Linked DNA regions of Pan troglodytes: all the other regions are linked to region 1. Evidence: chromatin contacts called from public Hi-C and HiChIP or PLAC-seq data. All regions are on one chromosome and are shown on one strand. Each heading gives the region's core, a stretch centred on a gene start, on an enhancer-like site or on the middle of the called end of the contact. The rest is flanking DNA. Distances are from core to core; before and after follow the strand shown. Region 1 holds the start of SNAI2 (snail family transcriptional repressor 2). Region 2 has its middle 120 kb from the start of UBE2V2. Region 3 holds the start of PRKDC (protein kinase, DNA-activated, catalytic subunit).

Region 1 (3,188 bases), core at 371-2,870:
GTAAGCTTTTTTCATGCATAGTGAATTATTATTAAACGTTGTAAATGGATTTTTGAATACACATTTTAGTAGATGATCTTGTGTTATAACTACCAGCAAATAAATACCAAAACATTGTCTAACACTCTTCTTTGTTGTGAACAGACTGTGTAGAGTGAAACAAGGAAATAATAGCCATGGCGATATGTGTTTTCTCAACTGTGCTATATCTGTAACAAAAAATGTGTGTTTTGTGGGAAATGGAGTGAAAAGCAAGGAGGACTCCTGCTCTCATAAACCCAGGTGCCTACATCCGAACAAACCCTCACATAGAGTAGCAAGCTTAGAAAACTGCCTCTGGCTTTTACTCCAGGTTCCAGTTTGTGTGTGGAGAAATCGAATATGTATTCATATTTTCCTCTCTCCTGCAAGTACAGTTCCATTAGCATAAGGATTCCTTTGAATTATTTTCTCTGTTTGACATTTAAATTAGTGACTGTTGGAAGAAATAAGAATAATCATTGAAATTAGCTTAGGAAATCTGTGAGTGCCCCACCTCACCCTCCAAACACACATACACTCTTGTTTTCTCATTCCAAGATTAAGAAGTTATGCAACCTGACAATGCACTTTTCTCTGACAAGTCTTGACATCACCACTGTTATTTTCTTTTTCACTTTTTTCCTCCAGCACCTGTTAGAAACAAGAGTAGGGTGATCTTCATGTGAATTTGTTCTTTCCTTATTCTTTTAGCAAAAGGTAGGGATAAAAGTCTGCAATGGACAGAGATGCTTTAAAATATGCTTGAAATTTTATATTTAAAATAAACCACCTGAAAGTATTTTTAGATTGAAGACCATACACAAAATAAAGGTGTTTTTGCAGTTACTAGACTGGGTTCTTAAAACTTTAATCAATCTATACTCATAATAATATCCTTCAATTTCTTTTTTAGCATTATACAGGAACCTGGCAGATACTGAGATGGATTTTAATGGCTTTATACTGATGAAAATAGCACCACATAAAAGCAGGGGAATATTAGAAATAAAAATAATTGTCTCTAAAGACCCATACACCCTTTTTCCCATAAAAAAAAGATGCACTGTAATACATGAAAAGATAAGATCTCTTGTCAAAAGTGTGAGAGAATGTCCGGTGGTTCCAAATGACAGTTTACCTCTTGCCCCCCTTCTCTGCCAGAGTTCCTTTTTATCTTTGCAGTCCTCCAGTTCTTCCGATCAGCCTGCCTTTAGAGGGCTACAAAGCATTTCTTTCAAGCCACCATAGCTAACACGGTGACATGAGTACTTAATTTGCACGCGGCCGCGCTGCCCCTGGCTTCGCGGAAGCCCTGAGTAGCGCAGCGCCCTCGCCGCACGCAAGGCTGCAGTCCCGCTCCAGGCCAGAGTCCCAGGAGAGCGTCCTCCGCGCTCACAGGCGCCTTTGTCTTCCCGCTTCCCCCTTCCTTTTTCAAAAGCCAAGAGGTAATTATTTGGTCTTTGTGCAAGGCAAACCTCTCCAGATGCCACTTCCAAATATAGGCTCTCATTAACACCAGAGGCTGGCCTGGTGTGGTGCAGGGCGGCCCTTCCTTCCCCTGGCGGACACTGTGTCCCCGCGCGCTGGCGCTGCACCACATCTGGAAGCCAGGCGGGCAGGGCAGAGACCCCGGCTCCTGCGCCCCTCCTAGCTCCCAGAGAGCGTGGATCGCGGGCGGGGCTCACCGAGCGAGGTTACCTCTCTTGAAAATACTTAAACACTTTTTTTCCTCTCCACTGAAATCTCAAAAAACAGTCCATTTTGAACCAGAATAATTTAGTCTGACAACAGATTCTTCCTCTGTTCACAGCTGTCCCAGAGGGAGGAGCTGAAATCTGAACCTCTCAGCTGTGATTGGATCTTTCTTGCAAAAGAGAGGAAAAAAAAAAAACCCTCCCAGCCAAAACGGGCTCAGTTCGTAAAGGAGCCCGGCGACTTCAGAGGCGCCGGCCCGTCCGTCTGCCGCACCTGAGCACGGCCCCTGCCCGAGCCTGGCCTGCCGCGATGCTGTAGGGACCGCCGTGTCCTCCCGCCGGACCGTTATCCGCGCCGGGCGCCCGCCAGACCCGCTGGCAAGATGCCGCGCTCCTTCCTGGTCAAGAAGCATTTCAACGCCTCCAAAAAGCCAAACTACAGCGAACTGGACACACATACAGGTAAAAAGAGAAAAATATATCTAGAACTACGTATCTAGAGCTTTGCAAATATGAATCTACGTATTACTCTTCAAATACCATTACAAAAGAGCCAAAGATTCAACTGTTTTCCTTTTAAACAGTGTCCTGAAAGGGAGCTTACATTCTTTTGATCATTTAGGGTTCGTTTTAATTCAAAACTTTTAAAATTCTTGACTAACAAGGAACATTTCATTCAAATCTCGCAGCTTCGTTTGCTAAAGCCTGTGTATACATGCATAATGAGTATGTGAAAGATGAGCAACATAAGGATTGAATTACTGCGTTTTTCGTGCACTAAGTCTCCTTTCCTTTAGAAGGCGGCTTGATGCAGGCATATCTTTGTACTCACGGTCGTAATACACCTAAATAGCCCATACGTAACATGGAAAACAACTTTTCTGTATGTTTAAAAATAATGTTGAGGCTCTCCTTCCTCAGTGGCGACGGCGAAGGCACTGGCTTGGCTGCACTGTCTGACTTCAGAGCACCTATAGCTCCGTGCAGCTGTCAGCCTATGTGTGCATTAAGTACAGTAACTCCGTAGGCGCCAGGGTGGAAATGAAACATTTTACCAGTGTGTATGCCCTCCTAAATGGGTCTATCTTCTTCCTAAGAAAATCACGTGTGTGTTGCTAAATATCTTTCCAGTGTGTGTATGCTTGCGTGTGGATTTATTTTTAATTATTTTTGCCTTAATCTTCTCTCCCTCCCTTTTCTTTCCCAGTGATTATTTCCCCGTATCTCTATGAGAGTTACTCCATGCCTGTCATACCACAACCAGAGATCCTCAGCTCAGGAGCATACAGCCCCATCACTGTGTGGACTACCGCAGCTCCATTCCACGCCCAGCTACCCAATGGCCTCTCTCCTCTTTCCGGATACTCCTCATCTTTGGGGCGAGTGAGTCCCCCTCCTCCATCTGACACCTCCTCCAAGGACCACAGTGGCTCAGAAAGCCCCATTAGTGATGAAGAGGAAAGACTACAGTCC
Region 2 (3,259 bases), core at 507-3,006, 800 kb after region 1:
CTCTGTCTCAAAAAAAAAAAAAAAAAAAAAAAAAATTTAAAAACAACAAAAGCTGTCATGAACATGAACCAAGGTTAAATCCAACAGCTACTCTTTAGTGAAAACAGCATGATAAACTTTATCTATTGACTTCAACAAAGCAGAGAAGCAGTCCCTGATTTCATTTGAGTTAGAACATCTTCTGGACTCTACCTTTTCAGGAAGCACCTTGAAGCTTTGTTAAAAAAAAAAAAAAAAAAAAACATTGAAATGAGAGAATCCGAATGCTAAAATCAGCCAATTGCTTAAACCAACAAAATAAACTCAATCTACTTCTAAGCACCTGGTTTTGTTTCAACTCGTTCTTTAAGAGAACTGAAGGTGCCCGGCGCCAGGCAGGGCAGAGAATTCCTCTAGTAACCTTAGACTCAATAGAGCAAAACTGAAAACAACAAATTATTCTCCCCCTTCCAGCTTTCTATATGCATTTATTTAATGTAAGCATGCTTGATGAATGCCACAAAACAGGTAAGGCCTGGTGTTCCTGGAGTCTGATAGTCACTTCTGGTGACTGGGGCAGCTGGATCTTGGACTCAGAGGGGCCCTGGACCCTAAGCTTGTTCATGGCACCTCTGTCTTGTGTCTCTGGAGCTGTTTGGTAAAACAAGCATTTGAATGTCCAGACTCATGCGGTGCCTTTCACCAGGGAGTGTTAGAACCCTTTGCAAATCTAAGCTCGCTCATCTGCAGCACATGGTATGTTCAGCTGGGGAGGGCTCGGCCCATTTCTGCCAGAAGGGCAGGGCTGAGTGTGTCTCCAGGAGCCCCCACCTCAGACCGGATGCCCAGACCCCAAATAAATCACCCAAGTAATCTAAGCTAACGAGTGTCTTGGGGGTTGGCTCCATTATCCACATAGCAGCCTAAATCTCCTCCTCTCCTTCTCTTGGGGCCACAGTCCATAAATCTGAATGGCTTAAGAAGAGAAGGGGCCTCAGCTCTCCACAATTCCATCCAGCAAAAACTGGACCTCAGGCTCATGGTTTCACAGCCGGAGCCCCCTCAGCTACCATGCCAGGTAGCAGAAGCCATGGCAGGCCACCAAGCCTGCCACCAGCAATGGACCAAAGGGATGAATTTGTCAGACAAGGGAAAATATTTCAAAGGAATATTCACTGCAACAAGAAACAGATGCCTCAAAATCTAGGTAAACACTCAAGGCATCTTCCGAAGCCCTCCGGTTTGGATTGGACTTGGTCAAGGAGGGGCCCAGATCACAAGAACCCACTTCCTGGGGACTAAAACTTGGCATTTATAGATGCACCAAGACTCCTCTAACACGGCTACTGATTGTTGCACAGTCGAGATCTAGGGCAGACCACTGTGGCTAAAATGGGACTGCCAGGGGTCTGCAGGCACTTCCCAGCAGCACCTGTGGCTCTGGGGACCAAACCCACAGACCGGAAACTCTCTCAGGACACTCTGGGTCTGGAACGCACTTGCTCTTTGAGAATTCGACTTTTTAATATCTTACTCTTCTAAAAAAGCTGTCTCTCTTCTAGACTGCTGGGGTTCACAGTGAACATGAGTGATCATAATGCGTCAGTAGATGGAAAATCAGATTATGGGATGCAGAGGTCTTAGAGATGAGAGGCAACAGAATGGAAGGAGTATTTATGGAAGCGAAGATTTTGCTCAAGACAGATGCAGCCGAGCAGGCCTTGGGAGCAGAGAGATCACGGCAGGGGCACATAGCTTCATTTAATGACAAAAGAAACCACCTTAAGAAAAACATAACCTTTGTATCACAGATGACATTTCACTACAGGGAACGAGTAATGTAAAACATGTTATCTGCTCATCACAGAAACTTCTTTCCTCACCTAAGAGCTGAGAGCATTGTTTGTGGTCTCTAAAACGCTTCTGATCAAATCAAGGCCCCCCAGTGAATAAACAGGATCTAGGCACCTACTTGGTCGCTGCTGCCTGCCTCTGACATGTGAACGAGACTTTCTGTGAACAGGGCTTTTGCCTTGAACAGCCTCAGTGATCTCCACCTGAAAATTCAACACTTAACTTCAGAAGAAGATTCGCCTTTATTCCATTCCACTTATGCTGCAGTTGGGAGAGCCTCCACCCCAGCCCAGGGCCTAGGGGAAGAAAGGGGCTCCCAAAGGGCTGGTGGCTGCGGCCAGGTTCCCAAGAAATGACAGCAAACAGCCAAATCACAGCCTGAACTCACTTTGCAAAGGACTCGCCACCTTCTCTGCTTCTGCCCAGGTTGGGGGGAACGGGGGAGCTGTTCTACAGAGTCTGTCTCTACCACCCCTTCCTCCAGGTGGAAGGAAGCCCCCCACTCCCGTTTGCTGTGAAACACTGATTTGAATACCCCATTTCCTTCTCTAGGCCAGTGCAGGCAAATGGAGCAAACCAGGCTGAATTCCCCGTCCCAGGCAACAGGGTTCTATCCTGCTCTGAGATAGAAAAGTTTCCTGTCGTGGGGTCAGGCCTACTGTCATGAAGAAAAGCTATTACTTTCAAGAATAAAACATTCTTAAAAACCACTCATCTGATATAAAAGATTCTCTGCTCTTCCCCTTCCCACACATACTTAGCCACTGGGAATGGAAACATTTTAGTAAAAGCCTTTGGGAAAATCTGGATGATTGCAGAGGATGAAGAACTTTAAAATTTCTGAGTTTGTCAGACACAGTAACATATTTCAAAGGAGCACTCACTTCAACAGAAAATAATACCTGTCACCCAGCATGTAAAAGAAATCCCTGAAATCAAAAAGGTAGCATTGATTGAGTCCCACTGAATCACACAGTGTTACTATTTTCATGGTAATTTGGAAAATAATGAGTTTGATTTTTGAAAGCAGATATAAGATACTTTAAAACCATATCGTGAATATCAAAAATGAATCTGTAAGTTAATGCAATGTCATACAAGACTTGAAAACATGTTTAAATACGTAGTTCAAAATTATATCTACTCTATTGATTACAATTGCAATACAACACAACCTCATATTAAAAAACAAATAGGGCCTGGCACAGTAGCTCACACCTGTAATCCCAGCACTTTGGGAGGCCAAGGCAGGCAGATATTGTGCCTAGGAGAACAGCCTGGGCAATATGGTGAAACCCGGTCTCCACCAAAAAATACAAAAATTAGCCAGGTGCGGTGGTGCACTCCCGTAGTCCCAGCTACTTGGGAGGCTGAGGTGGAAAGATTGCTTGAGCCTGAGAGTCAAGGTGGCAATGAGCTGTGTTTG
Region 3 (3,388 bases), core at 848-3,347, 960 kb after region 1:
AATGGAGTTACCCACATGATACCCGCCATAAGATGGTTTCAGGAGACTGCATACTCACCCCGTCAGACTGCAGATCCACTTGCAGGCCCTTCTGTGCAGAGCCCAGGTCAGGCCTCTGTCTCACAGGTGTGCCCCTAACACCACTTCTTGGGGTTCCCTCTACCCGAGAGCTGGGAGTGCCGTATGTCAGTGGTGAACTAACATCAAAGTCAAGAGGGATAGCTATAAAAACAAAATTAGGAAATTCTGGTGGCATATCAAACCTGAAATTACAGCATGTTGTCTGTTGATCTATACCGTCTAATCGCAACAGCAAACTGAATATTTATTGCAACCTGCGGTGGCTGAGATTCTGAGCACTCTTAAATGTTCTATTAAAAAAAAGCACCAGAGAAGCTGCTTCCTCTGCTCACTAAGCCCTAAAACTACTATTTTCTGCACTCCGTTCAGCTCCTCTGGTTAAGAACATGCTCACTCACGTGCAGAGGGGATGCTTTAGGCGTTATGCCAACTGTTATAAAGCCAGTAAACCTGAGCAGATAAAGCATCAGCTGTGTATCAAGCACAGCAAAACCAAGATCTTCAGACACGCACCTGAAGAATGCATTTGGGGAGGGCTGGAAAACAGCACGTCCTGCGCAGCAGGGCTCTGCAGGTCCACTCCAGGCGAGGTTGGCATCGGCTGCAACTCCCCCGTGGAGGTGGAATCCTCGCCTCTACGTCTCTGAGAGGGAGATGACCTGGCATCCTCACTTCGAGCTTGTGTCACACAAAACAGAAAAGACAGCCATTAACTTTCAGGGCCGGCCTTCCTGGATTTGTCTTTTCCTTGGGGCATTATGACTCACCACTGAACCAAACCAAACAGAGGCAAATGGCAATCGAATTAAGCACCACCCAGGCCACAGCAGGCCTGCTGTGGGTGTCTGTGCGCACCAAGCGGCAGCGCCCAGCCCGAGGCTGAGCGCCCGGGTCCCGCGCACCCACCCAGCGCTGCCAGCTGCGGCAAGAGAGGGCAGACGGGGCGGCGCCGGGGGCTGTAGTGGGCCCGGCTCGGGGGACTCACGCGTCTGGGCGGGGGTGGCCCTTCCACGCCGGCTGCCGCGGCGGCTCGGGGTCGACGCCGGGGACGACATAGTGCTCGGAGTACCTGCGCGACAAGGACAAGCTCGGGCCGGGCCCGCCTCCCGGCTTCCCTGCCCTGCTCCGCAGCGCGGACGTTCCCGTCGGCTCCGCGCCACGCCCTCCCCGCCGGCGCGCGGTTACCGTGGAAAGGCGGCCGCTTGCCGACAACGCTCGCGGACTCCGGGTCCACCTGGCGAGTAGCGCTCCCAAACCGCGAGACCCAGAGTTCCCGCCGGCGGCAAGGTCGTCTCCGCCCCTGGCGGGGCCTCACCAATCACAGCGGCGCTCGTACGTGGCTCCGCCTCCGGGAGGCGCCACTGCGCACCGGCAGGGGGGGACAGTGCCGCTTCTTCCAGCGCCCGTGCGTAAACCAGAAGTAGGCCTCGCTCGGCCCCCCTTGGTCCAGATGGTCTGACCCCCTGCGCGGCAGCGTTTTCGCGGGAAAACTGGGTCCGACAGCACCAGCTCTCGGGGTGTGTTCCTCTAGCGTTGGCTAAGGAGTGTATGCTTCTTTATCCCTTAGGCGTTTTTGGTTAATAAGGACATTACAGATGCATTTGTCACTTAAAGATTTTTTTATTAAAAAAAATTAAGGACGGGAGGTGGTGGGGATGGTCTCATTATGTTGCCCAGACTGGTCTCGAACTCCTGCGATCCCCCCTCCTCAGCTTCCTAAAGTGTTGGGACTGCAGACGGGCATCACCGCCCCCGACCGCGTTTGTCGTTTTTTATCGAGGAACAAACTTGGAACTCTTGACCTACGCCCCTCGCTTGTTTTACCTGCCTCTGGTATTTATTTAGCCAAGTCCAACACCAAGTAGCCACCAAAACTACTTCCGCAGGTCAGACGTTTTTCCTTAGGTTTCCATGTTGATTCGGGCCCAAGAGGCGCGCTTACAGGCCAAGCCTTCCCGCAGGGGTCCCCGGGAAAGTTCCTGCCGCCGCGCCCCGCAGCCCCGCCTCCGCGCGTAGGGGCATTTCCGGGTCCGGGCCGAGCGGGCGCACGCGCGGGAGCGGGACTCGGCGGCATGGCGGGCTCCGGAGCCGGTGTGCGTTGCTCCCTGCTGCGGCTGCAGGAGACCTTGTCCGCCGCGGACCGCTGCGGTGCAGCCCTGGCCGGTCATCAACTGATCCGCGGCCTGGGGCAGGAATGCGTCCTGAGCAGCAGCCCCGCGGTGCTGGGTGGGTACCGGCCCGAGCTGGGCCGCGGGTGGGTCCTGGCTTCCCGAGTCGTTCTGGAGCCGGGCAGCCCGGCGCTTCTCTGTGTTTAGATGACGGTATTTTGAAGTACAGCAATTAGATTCTTGGGGGAATTTCTGTGCATGTGTATAAAGGGATTTGTCATACTGCTTTTACCCCCTAGTATTAGAGGAAAGATATTTTAAAGCCAAAGTTGGTGAAAACGACCCCTAATATGGCAATCATTGCTGTGCAGAGTGGGGGGCAGGGCAAGAGAAATAATTTTTTTTTTTTTTTTGAGACGGAGTCTCGCTCTGTCGCCCAGGCTGGAGTGAAGTGGCGCGATCTCGGCTCACTGCAACCTCCGCCTCCCGGGTTCAAGCTATTCTCCTGCCTCAGCCCCCCGAGTAGCTGGGATTACAGGCGCGCGCCACCACGCCCGGCTAATTTTTTTGGATTTTTAGTAGAGATGGGGTTTCACCATGTTGGTCAGGCTGGTCTCGAACTCCTGACCTCGTGATCCCCCCTCCTCGGCCTCCCAAAGTGCTGGGATTACAGACGTGAGCCACCGGGCCCGGCCAAGAGAAAGTATTTTCTTTCACCTGAATCTCGCCTAATCCCACCAGTACCTTTTCCAAACCCCTCTATTTGCCGTTCCTACTTTGAGAAAAATTGAAGAAATGTAATTGAAGTCATGTTCTTTTAACTCTTTAGCAATGCCTGGGTGGGAACTTTTTCCCCTTTGTAGTAAAAGTGCCTCTTTTTAGCATTTTAAATATTCAAATACTTAAATTATGTGGATCTCCTGTATTCCTTCTTTAAAACACGAGTATGCAGACCTTGATGTTGTGCCCTATTAAAAGGTGAGATTTTCTTCCGGAGGGTCTAGTAGTGAATATGGTGTAGGAATAACTTAAACAGTTTAAACTAGATGCTATATGTGGCACGGTGCGGTGGCTCATGCCTGTAATCCCAGCACTTTGGGAGGCTGTGGCAGGTGGATCACCTGAGGTCAGGAGATGGAGACCAACCTGACCAGTATGGTGAAACCTTGTCTCTACTAAAAATACAAAAATTAACTGGG

Evidence for each region. Hi-C and Micro-C count contacts between places; a contact is called where the count stands out from the background. HiChIP or PLAC-seq counts read pairs in DNA pulled down with a chosen protein or histone mark.
Region 2: a contact with region 1 is called in a Hi-C map of induced pluripotent stem cells, with 1.7 times the contacts expected there. The contact joins the enhancer-like site here to the promoter of SNAI2 in region 1. A contact is called at or near these places in 2 of 7 Hi-C or Micro-C datasets (blood and induced pluripotent stem cells) and 1 of 1 datasets of contacts at active chromatin or transcription factors (stem cell-derived excitatory neurons).
Region 3: an H3K4me3 HiChIP or PLAC-seq map of stem cell-derived excitatory neurons shows a contact between it and region 1, with 6 times the contacts expected there. The contact joins the promoter of PRKDC here to the promoter of SNAI2 in region 1. A contact is called at or near these places in 1 of 7 Hi-C or Micro-C datasets (stem cell-derived neural progenitor cells) and 1 of 1 datasets of contacts at active chromatin or transcription factors (stem cell-derived excitatory neurons).

Annotation. Positions count from the first base shown.
Region 1 is chr7:57,468,942-57,472,129 of NHGRI_mPanTro3-v2.0_pri, reverse strand. It overlaps SNAI2 (snail family transcriptional repressor 2), which reads left to right and starts at 1,620. Exons shown (of 3, transcript XM_016959457.3): 1 at 1,620-2,177; 2 at 2,923-3,188. The coding sequence starts at 2,099.
Region 2 is chr7:56,669,513-56,672,771 of NHGRI_mPanTro3-v2.0_pri, reverse strand. No RefSeq gene overlaps it. Among named protein-coding and RNA genes, the nearest start is that of UBE2V2, 120 kb to the right of the region's middle. Within about 2 kb of position 1,756, at least 1 of the 24 cell types and tissues checked has an H3K27ac peak or open chromatin away from gene starts, as enhancers often do. A contact at or near this core is called in induced pluripotent stem cells, where this site is marked.
Region 3 is chr7:56,505,340-56,508,727 of NHGRI_mPanTro3-v2.0_pri, reverse strand. PRKDC (protein kinase, DNA-activated, catalytic subunit) reads left to right here and starts at 2,097. Exons shown (of 85, transcript XM_519750.9): 1 at 2,097-2,307. The coding sequence starts at 2,154. MCM4 (minichromosome maintenance complex component 4) reads right to left here and starts at 2,077. Exons shown (of 17, transcript XM_528129.9): 1 at 1,267-2,077; 2 at 1,067-1,150; 3 at 595-759; 4 at 59-222. The coding sequence starts at 1,136.